2 separate regions of the Macaca mulatta genome follow, and region 1 is linked to region 2. Evidence: chromatin contacts called from public Hi-C data. All regions are on one chromosome and are shown on one strand. Each heading gives the region's core, a stretch centred on a gene start, on an enhancer-like site or on the middle of the called end of the contact. The rest is flanking DNA. Distances are from core to core; before and after follow the strand shown.

What was found. Hi-C and Micro-C count contacts between places; a contact is called where the count stands out from the background.
Region 1: a contact with region 2 is called in a Hi-C map of CD4 T cells, with 4 times the contacts expected there. The contact joins the promoter of HSPA4 here to the promoter of LOC106998946 in region 2. A contact is called at or near these places in 3 of 14 Hi-C or Micro-C datasets (CD4 T cells, blood and fetal cortex germinal zone).

What each region holds. Positions count from the first base shown.
Region 1 is chr6:141,947,916-141,952,696 of T2T-MMU8v2.0, reverse strand. HSPA4 (heat shock protein family A (Hsp70) member 4) reads right to left here and starts at 2,536. Exons shown (of 19, transcript XM_078005174.1): 1 at 1,583-2,536.
Region 2 is chr6:141,863,409-141,868,272 of T2T-MMU8v2.0, reverse strand. It overlaps LOC106998946, which reads left to right and starts at 1,300. Exons shown (of 1, transcript XM_015140775.3): 1 at 1,300-2,175. The coding sequence starts at 1,444. The coding sequence ends at 2,052. All of the region lies in intron 1 of AFF4 (ALF transcription elongation factor 4), which reads left to right.

The DNA of each region.
Region 1 (4,781 bases), core at 1,287-3,786, 83 kb before region 2:
ACTGGGTAAATTGTATAGTATATGAATTAAACCTTAATAAAACTGTGCCGAGTGCAGTGGCTCACTCCTGTAATCCCAGCACTTTGTAAGGCCAAGCTAGGCGGATCACTTGAGATCAAGAGTTCAAGCCCACTCTGGCCAACATGGTGAAACTCCGTCTCTACTAAAAAAGACAAAAACTAGCCAGGCGTGGTGGTGCACACCTGTAATCCCAGCTACTTGGGACGCTGAGGCAGGACAATCGCTTGAACCCAGGAGGCAGAGGCTGCAGTGAGCCGAGATTACGCCACTGCACTCCAGCGTAGGGAGCAGCGAGACTCCTTTTCAAAAAAAAAAAAAAAAAAAAAAAAAAAAAAGACAAGACACCTTAATAGAGCTGCTAACAAGACTAAACTCAGCAAAGGGCCAGCAAACTACAGTTTTGGTTTCTGGGATGAGTTTTCAGGGGAAGCACCTGGGTTAGGAGGTGGGGAGGGTGCAGAAATTTGACAATCAGAAGGGAAATGTGAGACTTCTGAACAATCTAGTTTGGCTGAAACCTGCTGAAGAAATGTGACAAAAATTCAGGGTGAAAATAATGGACCTTAAAATTGAGTCCCTGGGGCCGGGCACCGTGGCTCACTCCTATAATCCTAGCACTTTGGGAGGCCGAGGCAGGAGGATCACTTGAGGTCAGGAGTTCAAGACCAGCCTGGGCAACTCAACGAAACCCTGTCTCTACTAAAAATACAAAATTTAGCCGGGCTTGGTGGCACGAGCCTGTAATCCCAGCTCCTCAGGAGGCTGAGGGAGGAGAATCGCATGAACCCCAGAGGCCGAGGTTGTAGTGAGCCGAGATCATGCCACTGCACTCCAGCCTGGGCGACAGAGCGAGACTCCACCTCAATCAATCAATCAGTAACAACTGAGCCCCTGAACAGGGCGCGGCAGTTCATGCCTGTAATCCCAGCACTCCGGAAGGCCGAGGCTGGAGGACTGGTTGAGTCCAGGAATTCGAGACCAGCCTGAGTGAACATAGTGAAACCCCATTTCTACTAAAAATGCAGAAAATTAGCCTAGCATGGTGGCACAGGCCTGCAATGCCAGCTACTCAGGAGGCTGAGGTGGGAGAATCACCTGAGCCAGGAGCCAGGGAGGTCGAGGCTGCAGTGAACCAAGATCGCACCACTGCACTCCAGCCTGTAGCCAGAGTAAGACTCTGCCTCAAAAAAAAAAAAAAGAATTGAGACCCTGAATGGAAAATACAGAACTTCTTACAAGGTTTTGTCTAAGAACATGACAATGGATTAAAATGTATCTACATGTATTCGAAAGGCAGACTCTTTTACTGTAACCAATGAATGACCTGAGTGACTCACCATTTTTTAGAGCTATGTCTGTGCTGGTCCCAAAACTTACTATGGGTTCTAGAAGTCAACGAGGGCCCTTGAGCCACTAACAATAGTGGCCAACACGCTGGTTAGAATGCATTATCAGGAAAGTGCAACCCTATTGAGGGGTTAACGCGCACAAAACAGAGGATGACCCAATATAGTACAATACCCCGAAATAATGTGGAAAACAAAAGCGACTGTAAAGTTACCGTAAGAGCACCGGTTTTATTAAATTCCTATCCGTGCCACCCCAATCTCAAGATCCCGAGTCCATCCGGAATCCGAGCCTGAGGCTGCTCCAGCTCGCTCTCTTCCGGGCGCTGCCCCGCCCCCACTCACGTGGGACGCTGACCGCTCCACGGTCTCGAGGCTGGCAAGCCCCAGAACCCGTTCAATTCAACTATTATTAAGCGCCTGCTGTGTGCAAAGTTCTGAGCTCTCTGTTGGACTCACAAGACTCAGTACGACCTGGGCCTGGTCTCTGCCCTCCAGAAAAGGACCGCGATCCGTTTACATCCTACGCCTGCAGTCCTTCCAGTTCCTATCCGTGCCCTCCGCTGGTCCGCGTACCGGCCAGAAGCCTTCCTTAGGCCGGCTGGTCACCGGGGAAAAGGCCTCGCGCTTAGCACACACCCACGCTCATAGTGGGTCGCGGCCCCTAGTGTCCTAGTACCCAGTGGGGGTCCCTGACCCACCGGGACCTCGGCTTGGAACGGAGGAGACTCCTCGGCCCGCGTTCCCCAAGCAGCGAGGGTCCCAGACTGGAACAAGCATTAGCTCCTCACCCCAGTGCACGCGGCCGGCCCGGCCCACACTTACGGCGTGCAGCGGTCGCTATACTCATTAGCGATAGTCTCGATGCCGCCGGCGCGGGCCACAGCGACGTAGCAGCTCTGGAAGCCCAGGTCTATGCCCACCACCGACATGGCGCTGGCTACTGCTCGGGCTCGGGCCCGGGTCCGGCCACCGAGACAGGACACGGACCCCGGCGGGGCTAGCGCGTGGAAAGCAGGCCTCTTGGGCCGAGGCTACTGAGGGGCGTGCGGCGTCCACGCGAGCGCCTAGGTCCTTCCAGTGGGGACTGCAACCGAGACCGCTCCTCAGGCCGGCTCCGGCTCAGTGGCCGCAGAGGAGGCGCCGGTAGCGGGGGCGGAGAAGATCTCGAAAGATCTCGTTGCGACGAGAGCTGAGCCGCAGCACGAGAACTACGAAAGAACGAAATGTTCTCGCGATATCCCGGCTCAAACGCTTTTCCCCTTCAGGTCCCGTCCCCCGTACGTATGAATACGTCACGTCCTGGCTCGAGAACCTGGGAAAGGACTGGGTGGCTAAAAGATGGCTGGGAGGTGCAATTGGCCAACCGAGCCTGCGCGTGGAACCCGCGGCGCTGCACAGCTGCATGGAAATGTGGAGGACCTCCCTTTCCCGTAGAAAGTAGGCGAGCCGACTTGAGGGACTATACTGAGGAAGCGCTGCGGCCTACTTCCGCCGTTTTTTTTTTTTTAACTCTCAAAGACACTTCCGGTAGTGGGGTGTCTTGCATTCCATCTTGTCGGGCGCCTGGAATGAGACGCGAGCTGTTCTGCAGATCCCACAGGGTGCTTTCTGTTCTTATCCCCGGTAGGGGAGAAGGCCGCCGTTGGAACGCGGCCCTTATGTCCTGTTCTGTCAAGAGTCTAAGATCACACCCTCACCAGCGGAGGGAAGGAGCCCACTCCCAGCCACACCACCTTGTTTTCTTTCGCTCAGCCTTGTCGCGCCGTTCTCTAAGCCACTCGTGTCCTTAGATCAGATTGAGGGGCCCGCAGGACTTAAGCCTTTAATCCCCAGCACATTCCAAGAACCTGCCCTGTGGTAGGCCCTAACCTGGATGCAAGGAACATAGGCAAGTGATACGCTGCCTGGCCTGAAAGGTCCGCTCAGACCTTTATATGAAGCTAATAAATCTTAAGCTTCAGGACCCTTCGCTTGCATGGCCTCCTGGGAGAACAGGTAGTTGCTGAGAGTTGTGGAGAGGTTCCTCATAAGAGGAGTGTGGTGAGGGAGGGGACTGGGTAGGGGTAATCCCAGGAGGGGTTTAGATTGTAACTAGTTCAGGTTCGGTCCATCTTTCCTCTTCGGTTTTACAGTGGCTTCCGTGGGATCGACAATTTCTTGTTCATAGAGTTTCGGGTGTTTTTCTCCAGTCCTGTTACTGTAGACTGTAGAAAGCATGGGCCCCAGGGATTAGGAAGCAAATCTATGTAAGCATTTCTAATAAGTTACCCAGAGAGATCTAAGAAGGAGGATCTGAATCTCCAAGTCTCTAGTAATGTGTTGGGATTTGTCATTTTAATTATTTGTTTTGTTTAGGGCCCCCCAATGGTATATAAGTTTCACTTCTACAAAACCAGGATCATCCCCATCATGAGGGTGGCTAAACAAGTAAAGGTGACCCCAGTACAGAACGGCAAGTGCTATATGCACAGAATGGTGGAGACTAGGACAACTTCCCAGAAAAGGAAAAGGCTGTGTTCAAGTTTGAAAAACTAGCAATAGAGATCATAGTTTAAGGACTAAAAAGAAGTTCTCTGTTGCTGGAGGGTACACCATGAGTTGAAGGTCTCAAGGCTAGAGTACCTGCCCTTCAGCCATTTTAAAAGTGAATGAGCAAAGAAGAAATTACATTGCCCTGGTATGCCCTTCCCTTTAAATACCTGCATTTCCTGCCACCTCAGGAGGTACTTCACTTTATAGGAGCAACCCCAAACCCGGGTTGATTACCATTAAAACTTGCAAATGGCCACACATTTCTCACATTTTGCCTAATTAAAACCTGTGTTTACTTCAAAGACAAGTACCAGGTGCTACCTGTAAAAGGGTACTGGGAGTAAAAAGAGTGGAGGCAGCAAGGAGCAGCCTTTGGAAAAACAAGAGCAGGGACATATTTGTACGTTGTATACCCGTGTTCATAGTAGCTTATTCACAGCAGCTAAAAGGAGGAAACAACCCACATGTCCATTGACAGATTAATTAGTTTTCTAAATTTAGTGTATACACGCAACAGTACATTATACAGCCTTGAAAAGACAAAGGAATGAAAGTCTGATAAATGCTACAGCATTAATGAACCTTGAAAATATGCTAAGTGAAAAGTCAAATCAAAAATATTTTTTTAAAATTTTTTTAATTTTATATTCAGAATTTAATATGATTCCACTTGTATCAGGCACCTACAATAGACAACTACATAAAGAGAGGAAAGCGGTTTCACGTAGAGTGAAATGGAGAGTTTAAGGGATACACAGTTTCAGTTTGGGAAGATGAGAAAGTTCTGGAGATAGATGCTGGTGGTAGTTGCATAACAATGTGCATGATCAGTGACACTGATTTGTACATTTAAAAATGATGAAAATGGTAAATTTTATG
Region 2 (4,864 bases), core at 51-2,550:
GAAGGGGATTGACTAAAAATGGGAACGTGGGGGGTATAATTCTCGAATACTGCCCCCCACAACTTCCGAATCGGTCTGTTACCTAGTTATCCCAGTAGCTTGTGCGTGGATATTGATGTTTAGGCCTTTCCTCCAGCTGCCTGTGCTTGGGGTTAATCTCGTAATTGACGTCAGTGCTTTGTTCCTTCTACTTTGCTGTTTCTTCCACTCTTTGAGGATGGATCATGGAGTACAGGAGTTTTGGGAGTAACCTTATTGCCTTTTCGTTTACAAACAATATTATTTTCAGGAAGTGGAAGTACACATCTGAAATGTTTGTATATGGAGTTCAAGGCGAAGAGTTCGATTTAGGGTTCTCGTAGTTTTGTCAGTTGTAATTCAGAATTATGCGGTTTCTTCCCTGCTGGCCATATGGAAATTTTAAACTAAGGCCAGTCACTTTTCCATTGACCAATGTTTTTCTTGATGGAATCTAAGCTATTGTCTGTGAATCGACTGTAAATGTAACATAAAATGTGTGCTAGTTTTAGGGCTCAGATGTGAAAAGCGCAAAGCTTCGTTTCTATATTGATTCTGCGCTTCATAAAGTGCTTTTTAAAACTCAACTGGCCTTTAACTTATCAAAATTGAAATATTTATGAGAACTTTCTTAATTCGGGATTTGATAAAGAGCCTTTGTGGTCTGTGAGTCTGCCTAGAATCATCTTTGGTCATATGTGCATAAAGAAGTGTTGGCAAGTGGCCACTTGGTTTTCAACAAAGCTGGCTTATTTAAATTTCTCAGGTTCGTTTTCCTTGTTATCACTGCATCTTTCAGCTCCTAAATATAAAAACAATTCCCAATAAGTTATTTTAAGTTATTTTTCAGCGTTAACTTACTAAAATCCTGGTAGCAGTCAAATTTTTCTTTTTTTTATTACCAGCAGTTTCTTTCAATTTGTGGTGGTTTGCAGGCTGGTACTTTGATTTTTGTTAGCTCTGTAGAAACAGTAGGCAAATTTTACTTTAAATAAAATTTTGCTTCAAGTGGGGACAAGATAGGGTGTCTGAAAAAAGAGCCTAGCTGTGTTAATTGGAACATGATCTACAGTTTGGGAGTGTAAGGTGAAGCTGTGTAATTAAGAATTCTTAAAGGTAGAATATTTTTGTTCTGAATCACTTTCTACTTGTCAGATTCTCACATTCAGGTTGATACATTCTCTTCTGTATACTCTTGAGTTGTTGTATCCTTTTCGTAACAATATATTCTGCAACCGGGCCTGGTGGTTCACGCCTGTAATCCTAGCACTTTAGCACTTTGAGAGGCCAAGGTGGCGGATCACCTGAGGTCAGGAGTTCGAGACCAGCCTGACCAACATAGTGAAACCCCCATCTCTACTAAAAATACAAAAGTTAGCCAAGTGTGGTGGTGCACACCTGTAGTTCCAGCTACTTGAGAGGCTGATGCATGACAATCAAATTAGCCAGGCATGGTGGTACACGCCTGTGGTCCCAGCTACTTCAGAGGCTGAGCTACGAGAATCGCTTAAGAATCGCTTGAACCGGGAGGCAGAGGTTGCAGTAAGCCAAGATCACACCGCTGGAGTGCAGTGGCTTGATCTCTGCTCACTGCAACCTCTGCCTCCTGGGTTCAAGCGATTCTCCTGCCTTAGCCTCCTGAGTAGTTGGGACTACAGGTGCATGCCACCATTCCCGGCTGATTTTTTTTGTATTTTTAGAAGAGACGGGGTTTCAGCATGTTGGTCAGACTGGTCTCGAACTCCTGACCTTGTGATCTGCCCGCCTCGGCCTCCCAAAGTGCTGGGATTACAGGCGTGAGCCACTGTGCCCGGCCAATCTGGGCGATGTCTCAAAACAAACAGAAGCCCACTATATATTTTGCATTGTAATTTTCTTTTTTTTCTGTCTCTTGCAGATATTGAGGGATGCATAATAATTTTCTTATAGATCTGTTACAGGGTCTTTGAGGAAGTACTATATTTATTCCTCTTTTTATCTTCCTCAGTATTTTGCACAATTACTAGATTGAATTTGAATGTGATAATATTTTGAACTTGAAATTGTTCTATCAAGTTATCTAAGATTTCACAAAAAGGTAAAGCTGTATGAGCAAAGGATCAGTATTTGAAAGGGAAAAACCAATCAGTTTCAGAAGATGAGACAGAATATGAAGCTTTCTAGAAGTTATGCATTTTGCCTTTTTTGAGAAGGTAAGGTAAATGCCATGGTTTTATGTGTACCTAAGAGGAACAAATAAAACAGGTATTTCTTCCTTTGTGGCCATCTACTGGTTTAGAATGGAGTTCAGAATCTATGAGGACTTGACTTTTCTTTGTGGTATTTTAATACAATCAAAGAGGTATTCTGAAGTATTGAGAGCACACCTGGACAATGACCCAGAAGTACAGCATGTACTATAAAAAATTGATGACTTAGATTTTTTTTTTTTTTACTTTAGCTTTATTCTACAGATATCTCACTATAAAGACTTTTCTATGTGATATAAAGGTTCCCAGCTCTCCTGCATTCTTATTATGTTTTACCCATTCCCTTATTCATTTCCTCTGATAAGTTGGAACAATTCTATTTGATTTCTGGGAGGGTGTTAGCTAGTCTCAGTTATTGTGAAAGCTGGTGACTAAAGACTGCATAAAGCTAACCTGGCCTGTTAGCTTGCCGCTTTTTCCTTTGGTTTAAGAAAAGCACTCCTACTGGCCAGGCGTGGTGGCTCACGCCTGTAATCCCAGCACTTTGGGAGGCCGATGCGGGCAGATCATGAGGTCAGGAGATCGAGACCATGCTGGCTAACACGGTGAAACCCCATCTCTACTAAAAAAAAAAAATACAAAAAATTAGACGGGCGTGGTGACAGGTGCCTGTAGTCCCAGCTACAAGGGAGGCTGAGGCAGGAAAATGGCGTGAACATGGGAGGCGGAGCTTGCAGTGAGCGGAGATGGCGCCACTGCACTCCAGCCTGGGCGACAGAGTGAGATTCTGTCTCAAAAAAAAAGAGGCCGGGCGCGGTGGCTCAAGCCTGTAATCCCAGCACTTTGGGAGGCCGAGACGGGCGGATCATGAGGTCAGGAGATCGAAACCATCCTGGCTAACATGGTGAAACCCCGTCTCTACTAAAATATACAAAAAACTAGCCGGGCGAGGTGGCGGGCGCCTGTAGTCCCAGCTACTCGGGAGGCTGAGGCAGGAGAATGGCATGAACCCGGGAGGCAGAGCTTGCAGTGAGCTGAGATCCGGCCACTGCACTCCAGCCTGGGCGGCAGAGCAAGACTCCGTCTCAAAAAAAAAAAAAAAAAAAAAAAAGAAAAGCACTCCTACTTGTTGTTAACTCCCTATACATACCCTTCTTGGTTATTTGAAGTGTTACTCTAATATATGGAAGAGAGCAGTAATATATGCTCCAGTTACTGAGTTTTGGCACATCATCTGCATTCCTATTTGTCTTGATATTCATTTTCACTGGTATCATATCTTGGAAATTTTAACAGTACAGGGGCACAGAAAATATTAGAACCACCAAATTCAATTCCAGAGTATTCCGAAACATTTTAATACTAGAACTACCTATTCTATTTTTGAAGAAAAAAAATCTTACCTAACTACCTGCTTTATCAGCTATTCTTTGTTAAAAAATCTGTAACCTGGCCGGACTCAGTGGCTCATGCCTGTAATTCCAGCACTTTGGGAGGCCAAGGCGGGAGGATCACGAGGTCAAGAGATCAAGACGATCCTGGACAATATGGTGAAACCCCGTCTCTACTAAAAACACAAAAATTAGCTGGGCGTGGTGGCGTGTACCTGTAGTCCCAGCTCCTTGGGAGGCTGAGGCAGGAGAATCACTTGAATCTGGGAGGCGCAGGTTGCAGTGAGCCGAGATCGCGCCACTGCACTCCAGCCTGGCAACAGAGCAACACTCCATCTCAAAAAAAAAAAAAAAAAAAAAAATCTGTAACCTGAGGAATGTTCTGACAGAAGGCATTTTATGTAACTTTTTCTCTCTTGGAGTGCTTAATGAACGATGTTGGTGGCTTTTAGGCAAGGAAACATAGCTTATTAGTGGATACTGTTTTAAACTAATTACTTCAATAATCATTTCCTAGGACAGGTAAGAGAACTTCATGTATTCTTTTCCCAAGGTTGTTGGGTAGAAGAAATCAGGGACTGACATGAATAGATTGCACTGGAAAGCCAGTATGGTTTGATTATCCAGAGATCTGTTTGGGGACAGGGCTTCCTGGGGTTGCTTTGGGCCTAATAGCTCTCCCAGGATTTTGTCAGTTTGGAGTTGCCTAGTGGGTTATGACTTTTCCTTTTCATGTCATCGTTGGGGAAGGTACAGTTTTATGGAGAGGTGAGTACCAGCCAATACTCTGCAGAGACACACCTTCTCACCTTTTTGCAGTTGCTTCCATTTCTCCCAGTTGGAATATTATTTCTTCTATCTTGTTTCTTACCTGTTAAAATTTCACCATTTTTAAAGGCCTAATTCACATTTCATTGCCTTCTTGAAGTTTTGCTTAATTCTTCACTCCATTCCAATTGTGATCTACTTCCTTTCAGTCTTTGCATCACTTTGTAGCTCCTTTTTTTTTCTTTTTTTTTTTCGAGACAGGGTCTCACTCTGTCATCCAGGCTGGAGTGCAGTGGTGTGATCTTGGCTCACTGCAACCTCTGCTTCCCAGGCTCCAGCAATTTTCATGCCTCAACCTCCCGGGTAGCTGGGACTACAGGTGTGCACCACCGTGCCCTGCTAAGTTTTTTTGTATTTTTTATAGAAACGGGGTTTCACCCTGTTGTCCAGGCTGGTGTACCTCTTTTAATTATTTGTTATGCAGCTACTGTGGAACTA